Linked DNA regions of Oryctolagus cuniculus: region 1 is linked to region 2. Evidence: chromatin contacts called from public Micro-C data. All regions are on one chromosome and are shown on one strand. Each heading gives the region's core, a stretch centred on a gene start, on an enhancer-like site or on the middle of the called end of the contact. The rest is flanking DNA. Distances are from core to core; before and after follow the strand shown.

Region 1 (4,799 bases), core at 105-2,604, 230 kb before region 2:
TGAACCTAAAAAATATTGAGAATTAGGGCATTCTGGAACCAACAAAAATTTGCACTAATATTTATTGAGTATTTTCTACAGGTCAGTTCCTTTATCTCTAACCTTCCCAACAACACCAAGGCAGACAACAGAAAACTGACATTCAAAAATGTTACATAACTTGCTCAGGTCATAAAGCCATAGATGACAGAACTGGAATGGCTAGTATCAGGATCTGACAACAAGGTTTCTGCTCATTCTAGAATAGTACTCTGAAAAAAATTCTGTATTTGGAAACTTTGGGGACCAGAGAATTTGGAGAATTTCTCTTTGTTTTTCGTTCTGACGCTGGCACCCTAGAGGTTGCGTGAGACATGGGCTATCTGCAGACTCCACTACACAGAAAACAATTTCCTTCCTTCAGAGCCTTACCCAGGATTTGGCTGGGGGTGGGGCTGGGGTGGGGTGGGGTTAACGGAGGGTGGTTAGTGAAAGATGGATGGGTCTTTTCTTACCTTTAAGTTGTTTATGAATTTCAGGACAACCCGATGGCTATTTTCTTCTCTTGCTCAGCATTTTTTTTCCCTACTTTATAGAAGGGGGGGTGGAGGGGATGGAGGGGTTGAGGTTTTGGTATCTGTAGGAAATTTCTGTAACGCACTGCACGGTAGATCCAAAAAAGTTAAGGTCAAAGACAATTGCCTCATCTGTTCTGTGAGAGGATTTGTGTGTGTGTTCGGGGGAAAAAAAAAAAAAAAAAAGGTCTGTTCTGGGTCACTCGTCTTTCACGCAGACACACTGAAGGGACCAGAAGAGATTCCGTGCCCCCCTCCCCCCCAGGAGAGATGAGACGAGGAGACTTCCTCACGCTCCCGCTCTCAGGTGCCAGTCCGAGTGACAAGAACGTGCACGTACCTTCCGCAGAGAAGGAAAGGGTGCTCGGGGTCTGACGGGGGGTGGGACCGCCAGGGGTTTGTGGGAACCGAGGGGCTTCCGGCTCCCAGGAAGCGTCGTCAGGGGTGAGAGGCGGGCCGCGAGCCGCAGGCGGCGCAGGGAGCGCGGGGCCCCCGCCACCCCCAGGCCGCGCTCCCTCGCGTTCCCTGCCGCTCGTGCCCGGCGTGGCCGCCGCAGTCCCGGCGCCGTAGCCAGACGTGGGGTCCAGGGGGCGCTGTGGCCCAGCGGCGCGGAAGGCTGGAGCGTCCACCGCGACGCCGGAGGCTTCGCCGAGGATCCCCGCCTGCAGCACCTCGGTCGTCCCGCCGCAGCCTTGCGCCCCTGGCCTGGCCCTGCGGCGCTCCGCCGGGGTCTGCGTGGGTGCGGCGGCCCGGGAGCCGATGCGCCTGGGCGGGCACTGGGCCTCAGCAGCAGCAGCAGCAACTGCGGCGACCACAGCCCCGTCAGGAGTGGGAGGCTTCGCGGTGGCTCCTGGGGCCGCGCCGGTGCCCTCCGGAGGAGGCTTTCGGCTCCGGGACGACCCTCCTGGCCATGCTGAAGCGGTGGTGGCCGCTGTTCGTGGTGAGTGTGGTGCGGCGCGGTCCCGACTCGCCTGCTTGCCGCCGCCTGTGGGGGCCCTGGCGGCAGCCCTGGGGCCGGGCGGACGGGGCGTCCTGTCGCTGCGGCCGCCTCCCCCACCCCGCAACTCTGGGGCCTCAGCCCTTATTTCTCGCGTCTCCCGGGAGGATGGAGGCCCGTGGGGTGCGACTAGGCCCCGCGCTGCCGAGAAGCCGTCGCCCCGGCCTCGGTTTCGGTGCGGCCCGGTGTGTGGAGAGAGGCTTGCGGGGGGGGGGGGGGGGGCACGGGCGTCCTTGGGCTTGGCCCGGGCCGGGCGGAGCGCAGCCTCTTAGCCCTGGCCCTGCTTGTACATCCCGGAGGGAGGCGGAGGACGCCTGTTTGCAAACAGCCTCGGCTTCCCCGCGCCCTGCACTCTGTTCTGCAGAGTCCCGGGGGGGAAGGGAGGGAGGGCAGGGTGAGAACCCGGGTGCAGAAAGTGCGGGGTCCTGAGAGCCCCTGGTGTACCTGGAGTGTCATTCACGGACATGACTTGCTTGAGAATAACCTTTTGCGTCTTATTTGAGGTGAAATTTCATCACCTGCTGGTAGCTCATCCTTGCTTTCTTATATTACATCTTGTCTCTAAGGGTAGTCTTCCTTGGAGAAAGCCCTGTCCCAGCTCTACAATGCTAAGTTTCCTAGATAAACACTCACAGTTAGAAAAATATCTTTCACAAAAGGTATCCTCCTGCCAAGAGAGAAATATTTTAGCGCTTCTGTCCACGGTACAAAAGTGTCCCACCTAAATAGATCCAGAGAATGAGTGGCAAGAGGATTTTAAGTCGTAGTAGTTATTCTAATAACAAGTACCTGACGGAATTGGTATCTATTCTACATTTTAGAACGAAAATGATTTGTATTGGTATTAATGTAAAAATATGTGATTAAAGTTTGATACCATAAGTTAGATATTTGGATGTTTTAGATTTATGATAGATGTAATTACTAGTTATTTTTGTTTTCCTGCTAAGTTTATTAAGATTGTGAGATTTAAAGGTACTTGTAGAACTTTTATAATGATGGAAAACATAAATTTGCTTATTGTACAGAATTCAGAAAGTTTAGAAAGATGCTGTGTTGGGCTGTCAATGAATGTTTAATAACTGAGGAGAAATCACCCTTAATCCGTAATCTTACAGATAATACTTTTTGATGGTCAGATTTTAAAATGGGGTTATACTGATGATAATTTATTTGAGAGGCAGACACACAGGCAGAGCACAAGAGCCAGAGAGAGAGCGCGAGTGCCTGCATGAGAGAGATACCCTCCATTAATTTACTCTCCAAATGCCACCATTGTCTGGGGCTGGGACTGGGGCTTGGTGAAACTCAATCTAGGTCTCCCACATGGGTGGCAGGAACCCAATTCTTTGAGCCTTCACTGTTGGGGCTTCATTAATAGGAAACTGGAATCAGGAACCCAATCTGGGAACTGAAAACAGGTACTGCTGTGTGGGCTGCAAGTGTCTTAATGGGTGTCCTAAATCAATCACTGATCAGCCTAACTGCTTGCTCCTGATGGTGAGTTTTTCATTTATTATTTCAGTATATTGGGTTCAGAATTGCCAACTGTTGCCATTGCCATTGGTATACCTATGAAAATGTTTCACTAAATTACATGTGAACCATAGATGAATTTGTTCATTAAAATGGGATAGTATTTGTAATTACCTAAAAGATCCCTGACTTCACCTTCTATGCAGCATGAGGAGTCCATTAGGTCTAGGGAGGTTTTTGAGGACCTACTGTGTTAGATGCTGTAGCCTTGTGTAGTTTCTGTCAGCTTTTGCTTACATGTTTCTAACTGTAGAAAATTGGCTTTATTACTTTTTTTTTGTTAGATTTATGAAGTTCTTTAAAATTCTTATTCAGTTTTCACATATACCTGAACAGACCAACATTTGAATCAGTTGGGAGTTTTTAAAATATGCAGATCCCAAGGTAGGCATTTGGCCTCAAGGTTAAGCTTTCAGTTGAGACGCTCACATCCCATATCAGAGTGCCTGGACCTGAGTTCTGGGTTTGCTTCTGATGTCAGCTTCTTGCACATGTGCACCCTGAGAAGCAGTCTGTGCTAGCTCACGTACTTGAGTCCATGCCACCTACGTGGGAGAACTGGATTGAGTTCCGGTTCCTGGCTTTGACCTGGCCCAGCCCAACTGATGCGGGCTTTTGAGGAGTGAATAAGCTGATGGGAGCTCTCTCTCTCAAAATTTAAAAAATACATATATTAAAAAACACATGCAGATTCCCGGCCTTTTGAATCAAAATTCTAGGGATGATGATGGCCCAAAGATGTTCATTTTTTATCATATTCCCAATTCTTAGTTCTAGTAGTTTGAGAACCACTGATATAATAACTTGAAAGTTAACTAACTTTGCAGAGCTGAATGTGTCTGTTTTCTAGAAAAGCTAAAGCCATTTCTCATAGCAACAGTTAATGATGTTATACTGTTAGAAAAATATTTTGAGGGACAGCTGTCAACATTTGTTGGGAGCCTTCTGTGATATTCTGTGGTGTTAAAGGATACCTGGCCAGTTGGCTTTTTTTTTTTTTTTTTTTTTTTTTTTAGAGATTTATTTATTTGAAAGGCAGAGAGAGAGATAATGAGAATCTTGCGTCCACTGGTTCACTCCCCAAGTGGCCACAATGCTGGAGCTGGGCCAATCTGAAGCCAGGAGCTTCTTCTGGGTCTCCCACGTGGGTGCAGGGGCCCAAGTACTTGGACCGCCTTCCACTGCTTTCCCAGGTGCACTGTCAAGGAGCTGGATTAGAAGTGGAGCAGCCGGGCCATATGGGATGGCAGTACCACAAGTGGCGGCTTTACTTGCTATACCATAGTGCTGACCCTGCCAGTTGGTTTTTAATGGACCCAATGTCAATGTCTGTGCAAAATGTAGAAAGTTATTTAACTTACCTTGCAAGATCTTTAGGTTCTAAAAATGTATTGTGATCTGTAAAAGATTTTTGTAAAATTTCAGCTATGAAGTGCCTGTCTTAGGTGTACTGGGAAACAAAAATGACGAAGGATTCTGCTAGCAATTAGCTAATTGTGGAAGCAGGACAAGTATAATTAACTGTTACAGGGCAGGGTCAGACAAACGTTGTAATTTAGTGGAACATGCTAGATCTCTGTTTAAGGCTTCTATGTCTCATCCAGGATCTTGCTCTTTAAGAACATCTTAAAGATTCTTTTTATTTGAAAGGCAGAGTTACAGAGAGGCAGAGGCAGAGAGAGAGAGGTGTCTTCCATCCGCTGGGTCACTCC
Region 2 (4,691 bases), core at 589-3,088:
ACGCCTCCAGGTCCTTCATACAGAGCTGTCACCGCAAAAGGACGAAGGTGAAAGCCAAGAGGAGAGCTGAGGGCTGTCCACCCACCGTGCACGGCAGGGGCCAGGCAGAGGGCCTCCACAGGCACCGCCACCACCAAAAGGCACCCTTCAAAGTCTCTGGACTGACAGGGAAGCCACACTGGTGACCCAGGTTGCCCAGAGACCCCCACTCCCACCCCAACTTGGCCCAGAGGCGAAGGAGGCTATGTCCATACCTGCTTGGCGGCCGCCACACCCTGACCGCTGGCCTGAGGGCCTTTCCGGGGTCTTGGCCCTGGCATCCCGGCTGCTTAGACACCTACCTGGTGGGGATCAAATTTAGACTCAGAGGGGAGCAGACCCTAGCCACACCCCCCTTAACGGGGCTGCCTTTGGTGAGTAGTTCCTAAGCTTCTCGAGAAAGCAAAGCCTGGCACTGAAGGATAAAATGCTAAGGGAATTATAGCGCGGAAGCCGGGACACGGCAGCCAGGAGGGAAGGGAGCGGCGGGGGGCCGCGGACACCGCACAACAGATGCAGGACTGGTGGGTGAAGCTGGAAGGCTGAATCCGGGCGGTTCACGGTGGGTACAAGGCTGGGCAGAATTCAGAAAGGCTTGAAAGCAGCCCTGTCCGTCATGGAAGACACACGTGGTTATTTAAGTTTCAATTCAGCGCACAGATTCAGTTCCTCGGCCACACAGAGGCATCCAGGGCTCAATCACCACTGCTGGCGAGTGGCTACCCCTGGACGGCACAGAGTTCATCGCTGCGCAGGGTTTCAGTGGACAGCGCTGATACAGAGAAAGCTGACTCAGCATTCGCATTCAGAGCGATCGCCACCACGCACAGCACCTACTGTGCGCTGGGCGCATCCCACACGTGAATCCCCCAGGACCCATGCCCTAGCACACGGGGCTGCACCAGGGGGGATGCGTACCCCGAGGGGGCCCTTATCCAACACAGAGAGAAAAGGCTTCTTGAGGGAGGCCCTGGCAGTGCTGAGTCATGACAAAGTTGGAGGGGTGGGAGAAGCAGCAGAGCACGATTCCAAAAATTTGATATGGGTTCGGGGGCCTGCAGAAGGAAACCACAGGCCTGGAATTGCTGGGGCATAAACTAAGACCAGAAATGGCGCAAGCGAAAATGGAAACGGGAAAAATGAAAACTCTTCACACCCAAGGGAGTCGGGCGTGATCCTGAGGCCCGGGATCAGGCCGCCCGCTCAGGACCGGTCTGGCTGCAGGAAGCAGGAGGGTGAGCGAAGGCAGGAAGCCGTCTCAACACGGAGCATCTTGCAACCGTCCCGCGAAGGAGACGAGCTGACGGAGCGCGGGGTGGCGCGTGGGGACAGAGCTGCGGCTGGATTCCAGAGTTGGGAAGCAAAGCCAACAGGGCTCTGAGGGTACCCGGGAGGGGACGCTCGGGATGGCCCCGGGTGTCAACTGAGGCGGGGAATACGAGTGACGGGACTCGCGGAAAGCCGGGGTCAGCCAGACACTGGCGGAGTCTGCGGCTCCGCTGGCTGCCCCAGGCCCGGGCTCCAGAGAGAGGTGGGCAAAGGAGTCCGCAAGGGAGGCGAGGTCCCAGCACCGCCCGGCCCTGCCCTGCCCTGCCTAAGCCGCCTCCATCTCCCCGCCGACCCCGAGACCTCCAAACGCCGGGAGGCAGATACGCGGCATACCTCGCGGTGGATGCAAACCAAACCCCGGACTCCTCCCGACAGGCACCGCCCGGGGCTCCCACGGCCCGGGGCGGCGGGGGCCGCGGCGACTGGAATCGCCCGGCTCGACCGGCTGCTCGCGCCCAACACGTGACCGCGCGGCCGGCGGTTTCGCAGTGCGCATGTGTGGGGAGGGGCAGGCGGGCGGGGCGCTCCGCCAGGTGACTCCGAGGGCGGGGTGCGCAGTGCGCAGGCGCCCCCGGGCAGGTAGCGCGAGACCGCCAGGCTGGCGCTCCCGGCGGCCCGGCCGGGGCCCTCCAGTGGCTCGCGCAAATGCGGGAGGTGCGGCCCTGTCCTCGGCCTGCCCCTGCGTCGCGCAGCCGCTTCCCTGGCCCTTCGGGAGGCGGCGCTGGCCGCAGGCTCGCCGGACCTATCCGGTCTCTCGGCTCCCTGGGCCGGGGGCGGGACCTTGCGGCGCACCCTGTTTTTCTTCATCCTCACTCGAATTTGCCTGTTTCCGCTCGGAAGTCGGGTTGACAGCTGAGGTAAAACGGCGCTAACGGCACTTTTCGAGGCCGCTACGGCGGGTTTAGCGGGGCGCTCACGCCCCTACCCCGCGGTGCATCAGTCTGGCCAGGAGAGACGGGTTTCGAGCTCGCGCCGCTTTTCCTGACGGCTCTGCCCCACTTCTCAACCCGCGAGACAGACGGCGTCCCTGGAATGGCGGATGAGAAAAGCACCTGCCCTTTGGCGGCAGCAGAAATGCCCTCATGGCTTCCGTGGACACCGCTGCCTCCCCACTGCCACGCGTAGTCTCGCCGCGAGTGGCTTCTGCGACCGCCCGGGCTCCTTGTTTCTGTTTCTTCCCAGGAGAAGGGACCCACTGCACCTTTCTTTTGAAATCGAGGTTTCACTTCCTCACACCTCACTTTTAGAAATCACGCATGGCCACCCTGAAGTGTTTACACGGAGATACGCACTAGTTCACGCACTAGGGCCGGCTGCGCGAGGCAGACATTTCCGTTTCCGCTCCACGGTGCCTGCAGCACGCAGCGGGCACTCAATAGTCCTGTGACATTCTGTGAATTCCAGCCACCTGGGCACCTGTTGCAGGTTTAGGAAAAAGCACATTACAGCTGAGGCCACCTGGACACATCCCACCCTGCCACACCCCTAAAGAGGTGCCCACCGTCCTGTTTATATTTATCCTGAGCCAGTAGTCATGGTACATTTTAAAGGTCATTAGTATTGTATGTACCATATAACTTTTTTCTATTCAACCCTGTTTGTAACCTTCATCCACACTGGCATGTATACCTGACAGGATTTCATTTCTGCGTGGTGGTCCATAATACGAAGTAACAGTGACATGCCACTACAGTGACGCATTGTACCTGACTCTTGGTATGCATATATAAATTTCGTACATACCTATGAATGGAATTTCTGGCTCATACGCTTTCTTGCATTTTCCAGACTAAATATCAAAATAGTCCACACATTTGTTTCCTCTCCCATCGGTGGGGCATTTGGGTTCCAACTGTTTCATTTCATCATAAAAATTGATTTCCAAGATAGAAAGTGACTTTGATTCATGTTTCAGTAAAAACATTTTCTTACATAACCACACTTAATCACATTCACAAACTCTAACACGTTACATAGTTCATGATTATGTTTATAATTGTATTTTTTTAAATCCAAGCCTCAATCAAGAAGCAGCGCATTTAGCCCTAGTGTCTCTTGAATTAGAATAGCTCCTCCACGTTTGGGGTTTGCTGTAATGAAATTTCTATCTTCAATGAGTGAGCAGTTACTTATCAGAGCATTTCACCTATAACATGGATTTGTCTGATAATTTTTACATCAATAGATTTAGGCCAAATATTTTTGAGGTTATATTTTCCTCAGTCCCTCACATGAGGGTTTAGATGAGTGTATTCTGTTGGTTTTTATATAGATGTTAGAGTTAACTTGCAAACCCACAAGATACAGTGGTTGTGAGTGAGGAAAGAATTAACTTGCAAACGCATGTAAGAAACTCTGCCAGATGCTGAATCACATATAGACATGTAACTAATCTCTGTTAGATTTATTCCTACTTATCTTTTGTTTTCTGTACCACATAAATCATTTGTATTTAAACATTTGTGATGAATGCGTGTTTGGTACAGTGGTTAAGACACCATTTGTGATGCCTGCAACTCCATATCCAAGTATATGGGTTCAAGTCCTGACTCGGCTTCCAATTCCTGCTTCCTACTAACACGCACCCTGGGAAGCAGTGGTGACTACTCAAGTACTTGGGTAACTGCCACCCTCAGAAGACTTGGATTAAATTCCAGCCTCCTGGCTTCAGCCAGGCCCAGTCCCGGCTGTTGTGGGTATTTGGGGAATGAAACAGCAGATGAATGATCTCTGTCTCTCTGCTTTTCAAACATATAAAAATAAGTTTATAGATTACTATGAAAAATGGCACCTTTAAGACATTTTTATAATTGCTCGATATTATTTCTAGCAACTTTTCTATAAATATTTCACTTTGTTTAAAATTTAAGACACATAATGGCATACAGTGAAAAGTTCTCCAACCCCTGATCACAAGCCAACCAGTTCTTTCCTAGAGGTAACCAATTTCTTTCACATTCTTCCAAAACTATTTTACAATATATACATATTGTTACATATATTTCTATATATGATATGTTACCATTAAATAAGTGGCAGGGCTAGTAACAAAAGTCTGTTAAGCAAGCAAAGTTTGATTTTTTTTTTTTTAATTTGAAAAGACACAGTTACAGAGAGAGATAGAGCCAGAAAGAGAGAGAGAGAAAGAGAAAGAGAGAGGTCTTCCATTCCGCCGGTTCACTCCCCAGATGACCACAATGGCCAGAGCTGATCTGAAGCCAGGAGCTTCTTCTGGGTCACCCATGTGGGTGCAGGAGCTCAAGGAGTTGGACCATCTTCTACTTCTTTCGTAGGCCATAGCAGAGAGCAGGATTGGAAGAGGA

Evidence for each region. A called contact is a pair of places that touch in the nucleus more often than the background predicts.
Region 1: a Micro-C map of ear pinna shows a contact between it and region 2, with 4 times the contacts expected there. The contact joins the promoter of ZFYVE9 here to the promoter of CC2D1B in region 2. A contact is called at or near these places in 2 of 6 Hi-C or Micro-C datasets (ear pinna and an unstated tissue).

The regions. Positions count from the first base shown.
Region 1 is chr7:120,796,112-120,800,910 of mOryCun1.1, reverse strand. It overlaps ZFYVE9 (zinc finger FYVE-type containing 9), which reads left to right and starts at 1,354. Exons shown (of 17, transcript XM_070078506.1): 1 at 1,354-1,494. LOC103350185 (translation initiation factor IF-2) reads right to left here. Exons shown (of 5, transcript XR_011390051.1): 2 at 895-1,816.
Region 2 is chr7:120,566,951-120,571,641 of mOryCun1.1, reverse strand. CC2D1B (coiled-coil and C2 domain containing 1B) reads right to left here and starts at 1,838. Exons shown (of 24, transcript XM_070078512.1): 1 at 1,702-1,838; 2 at 255-341.